Linked DNA regions of Mus musculus: region 1 is linked to region 2. The links are chromatin contacts, called in public HiChIP or PLAC-seq maps. All regions are on one chromosome and are shown on one strand. Each heading gives the region's core, a stretch centred on a gene start, on an enhancer-like site or on the middle of the called end of the contact. The rest is flanking DNA. Distances are from core to core; before and after follow the strand shown. Region 1 has its middle 40 kb from the start of Nt5c1b. Region 2 has its middle 84 kb from the start of Ttc32.

Region 1 (5,215 bases), core at 2,148-4,647, 1.2 Mb before region 2:
CTGCATGGTGTTAAAATTGGAACAGCTTGTTCAAATAGTGTAACTTTTATCTTGAATGATTATTGCTAAATTCCCTCTCAACAGCTTGGCTTAACATTCATTTTGGAAATTCAATCAACAACTTTTCCTACCTCATTTATTTCTTCAGATCCAAAATCATTTTGATTTTCTTCATTAGTAAATATATTTCATTAAATACCTGTTCCCAAATAGTCAGCTAAACTAATTTTTCTGTAGGGTTCAGTGCAATTAGCACAAGTTCTGTGCATTTCTTCTAAGGACCCATGTGTGGTGTAAGCCCAGCCCCATATTAAACTGTCTCAAGTCTTATTTAAACTGAGGTTTTTTTTTTTTCAATTTAGTCTTGTTATAAACTCTGTAATTTTTATTTTGGGGAAGGCTTCATGAAGGTGAAGAATGTATTCAACATTGAATGGCAAATTAGAATTGAGACACAGCTGTGACTTTGATGTTGCATCTTCTTTCTCAGCAACTTTTGACTTAATTTTATTATCTATACACCCATGCACACCCATACATACACAGGCATGCACATGCGTGCATGCAAAGGCAAGAGGATGATGTTTAGCGTCTTACCTCCATTCATTGCTTTCCATTCTATTCTCTGAGATTTGGTCATTCAATTTGGGGTTCAACAATTGGCTAAAATACTGGCCAATGAGCTTCATAGATCCACCTGGCTCTGTGTCTCCAAAATTAGATTACAAACTCAGGCCATTTGGTCTGGCTTTTATGTGGATTCGAAGAACCTGAAAGTGGGTCCTCATGATTGCTACCACAGCCAACACTTCCTTCACTCATCCATCTTCCCGGTGACCTCAGTGTCTTTTTAAAGCTCCATAGTACCTCACCTATAGAATTTATATTTTATATTAGACTTTATTCCTGTGCCTAAACAACTATCTCATTATAGGTGTTGTGAAGATAAAAATTAAAAAGGAGTCAGTTTAACAAACTTTAAAATGGGTTTCCATTCTATAAGAAATATATCTTTTTACAAATTTTATAGGAAATAAGTTTCAGTAATAGGCTACTGAGACCACTGGGGAGTACAGAATATGACTCCTAGAATACTCATTTTGGATAAGTGGAAAAGACTCATAGATATGTTGCTTTATACCTCATACTCCTAGAAAGAAAATCACAAGACTTAATCATGATAACACATAGAAAGTGGCAACAATGGAGTTTAAGGGACAGGAGAATATAGCATAGGTGCAGACCACCACAGATACCGAGATTTTTACAATTTTTTTAATGTTTATTCAGTTTCCATGGAAAGATAGGATGGAGAGTGTCCCTGCTCTCTCTCTATATGAGAAGAGGTGGTAGAAAAAGTCTTGTGGGTAGAATATAGAGATACTAGTCAGTTTTCTGGACCAGAAGGAAGAGCTAACACCACAAGCTCGTCTCTTGATGTTCCCACCAGAGTTTACTGCTTTTCTGCCATTGCTCTACTACTGACACCATTCTCATACCCTGGTCTCTCCCCTCTGTGCCAACTTTGCTCTAGTTCTGAAACTATTAATTATATCTGTTAACTTAAAAGAATTTGAGGTAGTATTCTGAGAGCCTTTGTGTTTTCCAAGCAAAACACTGTAAAATTACACATAAACAAGAATTATTGTGTCAGAAAACCTCATCCAAAACAAATCACTCTATGCTACCATTTTTTGGCAGAACCCTAGTGTGAGCCATCTATCTTATTCATATTTGAGGCCCAAACATTTTTGTTACCTCATGTTTCTTTCTTCCCTCCTGATTTCCTGACATTTCCAGTTCCTGCCAAATAGTTTTTGATTAGGTTGCATAGGTTCCTATCTGTATGTGATGGTGCTTTCATTCATGGTTTATGTTGAGGATAGAAGGGAAAGAATGGAAGATTGACAGAATATTTGGTGATAATGATTTTGCAGCTAAAATTGACCTCAGAGTAACTGGTTAAAAGTTGAAAATCAAGTAATGTACTACTAACTTGTCTTTAGAGAGCTATAATTCCTTATAACAACTGAGGGAAATATGGAAGAGAGTCTGAAGACCTCGAAGTCATACTCAGTAATGACTATGGTTTCATAGTGTCTTTCTTAGTTCACAGGAGAATAACAGTACATTTTGTGAGTAAACTGGACATTGATTATTTCATTTAGTTGTCATAGTAATGCTATAAAGCAGATATTATATTCTTATTTCATAAGTACTACAATTCTATGAAGTAGATATTGTATGCCTGTGTTATAAAGACCAAGCCTCATTTAATTTGGAGTAAATGCCTACCTGTGCCATAAATGTTAAGTATCAATGTAAGAACAGTTTCCAGCTCTGTCTGTCTGTCTGTCTGTCTCCAAGGTTTAAGCTTATTACCACATTCAGATTACTTTAAAACTTTATTGTAACTCATTTTAAAAAAATGGGTTTATATCACTTTCTTCTCTTTTCAATAAAACTATAGGAGACTTGTTCAGTGGATACTTTAAATATGCATAAAAGGATCTCAAATTACTATAAAGAATTTTTGACAGAACAGTCAACCTCCAGATATCCTTCTATTCCTAAGTCTGTGATCTCAAAGTAATTTTACTTCCCAGATAAGCATTCTAGCCAGAAGTGGCAAATGCATGAGCAATCTGCTATCATGATGAGCTTGGGGGTTCAGAGGGTCTCACAATTAGTGACAGATACGTGGCAGAATGACGTCATTTCCAACAGAGAATCCATTGAGCTCCTGCTTCATGGATTCTGTCTACCATTCCATGGATCCATCTCAGTGATGAGAGTTGAAAGGGAATTTTAAGTTATATTATCGATATGGCATTGCTTATGCAACTTATTTCTGTTTTCATCAAAGTAACTACTTGTGTGTTGTGTATTATTGGGAGTGAAGAAAGAGAGAAATACAACCAAGATTTTGGAACTCAGTAAAACCACATGGTGCAATCCAATGTTAGCATTAAATCCTGTAAAATGAGAATGATATTTATAGCTTTTTAGTAGTTATAATTACTGAGATATTATAACTCATAGGGTCAAAGTTTCATGAAGTCACTGTGAGTAACTTTGGTCATTTCCCTAACTACCATACTGGTGGAGTTCATGCCAATCTAATTGGAAATTATTACTATTGGAAGTCACTAAGTTTCAGGGAATGTTGACAGCCTGAGTTAAATACTATGCTCATTGTTTGCAGCTTGCTCTCACCACTGACAGTTTGAAGGGAGTACCCAGAAATACTTTAGTAGTGACACAGCCTGTAAGGACATTGGATTTAATTGAATAAGATGGAAGAAGAGGTAGTTACTTTCACTAGAAAGATAATTCTATTTCTGTTGCTTTCAGGAGAATGGATATGAGTAATACATTGTGTGGTTAGGCTATGGGCTACGAGAGCTTCCGAGAAGAAGATGAGGTTAAGCAAGTATCCTGAGTCACCCTAAACTGAGTAGACTCAGAGCTAGAAAGTTTCTTCCTGTCAGCTTTCCTACTTTAAAGGCATTAATGTTATTAAGGTTAGACATATGCAAGAGTATCAACTCGTGTGTTTTAAAAAGCCCTGTACTGAATGAGGTAGTTTTGTATACTACCAAATTCAATTTAGATTAACAGTATTTTTCCTACTTTTTTTCACTTGAAAAATGAAATATAATTGTACATCTCTATTAATATTTTTGTTTCAGGAAATACTGAAATAATAAATAAATTCTTTTTATTTTCTATTTTACCTTTCTTCTTCAAAATGCAGGTAACCCTGTTTAATGTGAAAAGTTTCTTAACTCATGAATTCTACATCTTATGCCACGAATTCTAGTATATTGTAGGCTAGATATCATAAAAATAATAACCTTTGGTTATATTTTAGCAAATAATTTGCTTTTGCTTATTTACATTAACATTGTTGGTTGAAAAGTATGATATATTATCATAAATGATCATTTGAGTTCATGAACCCAGTGATACTAGAATCTAGAAGGAAGGGAGGACAGTCTTAAGAGGAAGTAGGCTTAAGGCAAATCTTGTAAATTAATTCAATCTGGAATCTTGGACTCTGTTCCCTGAGTCTAAGTTGATTAGACACTGTAAAAATCAATTGGTCAAACATAATAATGGATGTGTACAAATTGGCCTCAATTTGACTATGTATTTCTTCTGTAACATTTCAGTCTCTTAAGTATTGCATTGTGTCTTAATAATACAGTTTGTTTCTTTCAGTAGTACTGAGGATCAACCTCAGGTTATTATGTGTTCTAGGCAAGGACTGTATCACTAAAATATATACTCATCCCTTTTACGATTTTAGTGAGGCTTTGTTGTTCTTACCCTATAGCCCAGGCAGTCTTCAATTTGTTACAAGCCAATGTCATTAGGCACAGCATATAATCCTACTGTTTAGAGTTTAAAGGGCTACAGACTGAGGAAAACTGAGAGAGAGAGAGAGAGAGAGAGAGAGAGAGAGAGAGAGAGAGAGAGAGAGAGAGAGAATATGAGCTAATGTCCAGAGCTGATATTTTGTAATCCTCAATTTAACTTTAGTCTTAGAATTCCAAGCTAATATAAACTATCCTTTGAGTGCTGCAACTTAGAAATAGGGAAAGATGCTGCACTGTGGTGGCACATGCCTTTAATCCCGGCACTCAGAAGGTGAGGTAGGTGAATCTCTGAATTCAAGGCCAGCCTGGTCTACAGGGCTACACAGAAAAATCCTATCTTGAAAAATAAAAAATAAATAAATAAATAAAAAATTAAAACATAAAAGAAATATAAAAAGGCTCAGAATAAGCCACTATTCACATGTCTGTCCTGAGAGATGTCCCAGACTCCTTAGGAAGGACTCACACTTCCCGTGCTCGCATCTCATGTACGTATTTCTTTCCAGAACAAGGGCAGCTCTCCTTGCCTTGTTTCATCTTAACTGTTTTTACTGCTGAATAAATATTTCAGAATTTGGAATGTTTCCACTCACAATCATGTCATCTTTCAGAAATTTGAGCATGCAGAGAGTACACGTTATCTGCAATCCTGATGACTTGATTCATTACCGGATGCTTGTTAGCCAAAGATAGAAGCAATTTTTATGCTATTAATCATGCTTCCCGCAAACTCCATAGTAGTTTTCAAAAAAAGAAAAAAAAAAGAAAATTATATGAAACCTTAAATCCGTCACTGTCATCTCGGTGTTTGCAGTGCCTCCTGCTTCTCGGGG
Region 2 (4,835 bases), core at 1,738-4,237:
GTTAGATACAAAACCTCAGTAAATCCATGAGACAATGAGAAAAATGGACTATAGTCTCTCCATCTACTGCAGCTAGGTGACTCAGTCTGCCTTGATATATCTGGGTTTGGTTCCCAAAAATGTCTCCCTGAAAGCCCACCTATGTGTCAGTTCACTTGTACATTTACCCACTTACATACTTGTCAGGAAGGAATTCATGAGAATGGAAAGGCTGAAGAAATTGGGGAGCTACACCATTTGAACTTGTTCTAGCCCCCAAAGGTATCTAATTTTCCACAGATGTTGCAGACTGACCTCTTTCCTCTCTGGCCTCTAAGTCAGTGAATCTCCATATTAGTGATATGTTTTATAATAAAATATCGGTTATATATGTAAAAGCATGTCTGCCTTATGCCTGGCAAAAGCATGAGGCAGGAAAGGTTCATGTTGGCTCACAGTTCTAAGTATATCATCATGGCAGAAAAATATAGAAACCATGGCAGTCTGGTTTTTAGAACATGACTTAGCTGGTTACATTACAGCCACAGTCAGGAAGCAGAAACCAAAGTTCATCTGACTCCCTCTGTTTTCCCCTTTTTAGATGGTCCAGTCTAACAGCCCATGGACCTGTGCTGCCTACATTCATGGAAGCTCACCTCTCCTCAGCTAAACCTCTTTGTAAATGCCCTCACAGGCACGCCCAGAGGTATGTCCCATGGGTAATTCCCAGCCCAGTTGAGCTTACACTGAAGACCATTCATCACATGAAGCCTCGTTCTCATGACAAACCAAAGGTGTACTATTCGAAATAGGAATGGTTCTGGACCAAAACCACATTATTCAGCCCCCTTTCTCTGAGGATCCAAGGAAAGGATCCTAATCCAACATTCCCTGCTCTGATTACCTGGGAGCTGTGATCTTAAATGGCCCAGACATTTACAGGAGCTCAATTCCATACCAGATACCATTTATAAGCAGGCAGGAAGCCATTGACTGAACTACTTTCCTGACTCATGAGCATCCCCAACCAACAAGACAAAGACCATTCCTACACTTCAATAAAAACCAACATCACACAGAAAGCTGTAATGGAAAGAATCACAGGTGAGCCAGTGGTGCTGTATTGGAGCAGTGTGCATTGGAAATCATGGGAGATAAGTCATGAGAAAGGAGGGCAGCAGACATGCCAGGGGAAACCCCTGTAGCCCTAAGGTAGAGAAAAGCATAATACAGGGAGCTACCCTGGTCCATCTGAGGAGCTCTTAGAAAGGCAAGACAAGATGTAGGGCTACTAAAAGTCTATACCTATAGGTACAGCGATCAATAGAGCCGTGGCACACATCCCTCTGATGGGAAGGAGGTATCCTAGCTTATTCAGATCTAGAGAAGGCTGGGAGGCTCTCCGCTTTTCCTACTGTATCCCTTTCTCAAGTCTCTTGCTTGAGATACTTGTTCGTCAACACAAATGTCCTTGCTCAGCTCTGGAGATAACAGGGACCTCAAGCAGAGTGTCCTCTGGAAATCCCCTGCACATTTAGACACACATATTCTGGGGAAGTAAGTACCCAGCAGCCCTTAGAAGCCTACTCATGCTTCCATTTGATGCTAAGTAAATGTTCCAGCCTGGCCAGAGGGCTACCACCCCAAGCTGAGAGTTTTATAGGATAGTCTCTAAACTTACTATGTGGCAGTCAGGGCCACAGCATGTCCCATCTGCAGAGGTCTACTGGACCCTGCTTCTCCAACAGCCACAGTGCCCTTGCCCCAAGACAGGTAAAGGACCTGACACACAGCTTGGGGTCCTGAGTTTGAACCTCATCACTTACATAGAAATCCAGGTGTGATGGTGCACATTTGTAATCCCTTCTCTGGGGTTTCCTGGCCAGCCAAGCTAGCTAATCATTGAATTCCTGATCCTGGGGACATCTCCTGTCTCAGGAAAAGGGGTACAGTTTCAGAGGAAAACATCTTGCGATTGACCTCTGGCTTCCATACATAAGTACATACATACATACATACATACATACATACATACATTAAATACATACATAGTATATGTATGCACCTAAACACATGCATGCACACACATAGACAAAAATAAAACATAGGCATGCAACCTGAGTAAAGTGCTTGCTAATTAAAGTGCTTTTGGCAAATAATTCTCTCACAAATGACTAAGACAACAGGGAACAATGGAAAGAGAGTCTCGCACTTGGCTCCTGACTCTGGCAGTAACAGCATGTGACCTCAGGTAAATGGCTCACTCTCCTATCTAACTATGTGATATCCTGCATTTATTATTTTTTGCCTGGTATCACAATGTGCTTTCACATAATCTCTCTTACTCAGTTTAGCACCACCTACAACCCTACGAGGTGACTGCCTTCCTTATTTTGCTGGATCAAAAAGGTCTGTCTCAATATCTAAGACACATGGCCATGAAGAGATGGAGTCTGGCTGGTCTCCCTGCCCTATGTCCTTGCAGTGTATTTTGGGAAAGACATCCTTTCATCAAGACTGCCCAGATATTGAGCAATCACAGGGCTTGCTTCCTCTTGTCTCTTAGGCATACTGTTTTGTGAATCCTGATTCTCTGCACTCTAGATTCATTACTCTGGGTAACTAAAAGGAAAGGCTGCCTTTCAGGTCCAGACCCATGCAAAGTCCTTAAAAGAGAACATTTACTTCACCCCCCAGCTCTGCCAGACCAAATACCACCCCTAACATGTCCCACAAAGATTATAAAATAAAGGGGTTCCCTTTATTGTGGTGACTGTGGGGCATGGTTAGAATTAGACAGTGACGCAGAAGATTTGGTCTAGAAAATGGACAGAAGGGGCCATATCAACCCTGACAATTGTGGCTTTACAACACACTCTCTCATGTCCCAAGACAGGGTGACAGAAGAGCACAGCTGCCGTCCGCTGAGCAACGTGCCATGTGGCTCGGCAGCTTGCTGGGCCTGCTGCCCACCAGGCCTCGTGGTCAGTGCTGACTCACAGGAGGTGGGCTGAGGGGACAGCCTGGCCCAGGTCTCAGCACTTCTGACTCACCATCTCCTCCTGGACCACTATACAACATCCCTCCTCCCAGAAACAACATCCATCTATTTTTTTTTTTTTTTTTTTTTAGCTGACAGAAGAGCTTTTTCTTGTTCTTGGGGTTGTAAACTGATCATCAAATGTTCCACAACTTTTTTCTAAGAAGTGTGCCATGTGGGAAAGTTAAAAACAAGCTATTTGGGGGCCTGAGCCCAGCTTTAACTCATATGCAGCCTTGGTCTCTTCTCAGGGTACCCACTGGGAAAGCACTAAAGGCAAAGTTGTTTTAGAAAACACGGAACAAAGTGAGCACAGGTTGAGCGACCAGATCTGCTCAAATGATTATTTCATAATTAATATAGATCCAATTGGCAGGCAGAGGTAAATAATCCACATGGGTTTCTCTAATTCTTACACTATCTCCTTGTATCAGAATTATTTCCGAATTTAGCACTATAGAAACTGGGGGTCCAAGAGGTTAAGCAACTTGCCTACAGTTCAATTTGGGAGCTGAGATCCAAGCTCAGCTTCATCTAGCATCAAAGCATCTATACAGTGACTAAGTCACCCAGCTGCGGTACTTTCAGTCCCAGTAGCAGCAAACTGAGAGCTGTCTGCCTTCCCACAACTCACATACTACAGTGGGTTCCTGATTATGCCAGCATTTGGCTGCTCAGCGTTCCCTAGTCTCCATGTCTCTGAGCAAGCCTCCACTTCTACCTTACCTTCCACTTTCCAGGCCCAAGGATAAAGCCCCTGGCTGGATCTCCGAGGGAAGGTAAGCCATGAAGAGAAGTTTCCGCAGACTTTGCCTATCTGACCAGGTCTGACATGGCATCCTAGAAATAACCAGCCTCTAGCAGTCTGTGCAAGACTCCAATTCTAGATCCTCTAGGGAAACTCATCTGGGAACAGAGCAAACCAGCTCTCAAAGGCCCCTGCTTGACACAATTGGTGGCTCTCAGGTTTGAGTCTGTTCATCTGCCTACATGCTAATGGTGACCTGCAAGGGAGTCATCCTGAGGCAGACCAGATGCAGAGGGCTCATATTGTTGTATACTGTGATGGCTCCATTCGTGCGCTATGCCTGTAGGCTGACCTGGGGCTGTACAAATAGGTCCAATTGTCCTTTGCCTTGTTTTGGCCAATAGAAGGTACTAGGACTAGACATATAAACAGGATGTAGCTGCTAGCTGGGAGCTTTACCAATAGACCCTGCTCTCCCCAGGCAGAGTCTCCCAAGCATCACAGACACAGGACAGACACAGCTGCAGCTATTGCTCAGCATCCGTCCCTGACTCACTGTGGCTCATGGTGCTGCTTTTATTCACAGCTCTGGACCTTCTTGGGCTTGAAGAAGACTCTCTTTGTTATATTCTCTTGGATTGTTGCCACTGTATCTTGCAAATTCCCTAAATTCCTTTAGGGTTAAATAAGACAATGTGTATTGGGTATAGAGAAGTATGGTAAGTGAAGGCTTCGTCTAGGACATGTCCTTGCCTTTTATCACCAAAGCCTTTTTAAATCCCTCACTTAGTGCACTATTTATTCAGATTAGTAGATACTGGGTGGGGAGATGGTTCATTCGATTCAGTGCTCTCCACATAAGCATGAGTTTGGTTCCCAGCACCTACACAAAAGTCAAACATGGTGATGCCCGCTTGTCATCTCCAGTGCTGAGAATGTCTACAAGGGTGTGTCACTGGTCAGTCGGCACAAAGTAATCAGCAAGCCCAGGTCCTAGTGAAAGGTTTTCTCTTTTTAAAAAGTTTACAACTCCTGTCAACTGGATAGGTGAGAGCCCTTGATGAACAA

The links. HiChIP or PLAC-seq counts read pairs in DNA pulled down with a chosen protein or histone mark.
Region 1: a contact with region 2 is called in an H3K27ac HiChIP or PLAC-seq map of the NIH/3T3 cell line, with 6 times the contacts expected there. The contact joins two enhancer-like sites. A contact is called at or near these places in 1 of 15 datasets of contacts at CTCF or cohesin (the NIH/3T3 cell line) and 2 of 115 datasets of contacts at active chromatin or transcription factors (the NIH/3T3 cell line and fibro-adipogenic progenitors).

What each region holds. Positions count from the first base shown.
Region 1 is chr12:10,327,758-10,332,972 of GRCm38.p6, reverse strand. No RefSeq gene overlaps it. Among named protein-coding and RNA genes, the nearest start is that of Nt5c1b, 40 kb to the left of the region's middle. Within about 2 kb of position 3,397, at least 32 of the 459 cell types and tissues checked have an H3K27ac peak or open chromatin away from gene starts, as enhancers often do. A contact at or near this core is called in the NIH/3T3 cell line, where this site is marked.
Region 2 is chr12:9,111,948-9,116,782 of GRCm38.p6, reverse strand. No RefSeq gene overlaps it. Among named protein-coding and RNA genes, the nearest start is that of Ttc32, 84 kb to the right of the region's middle. Within about 2 kb of position 2,987, at least 77 of the 459 cell types and tissues checked have an H3K27ac peak or open chromatin away from gene starts, as enhancers often do. A contact at or near this core is called in the NIH/3T3 cell line, where this site is marked.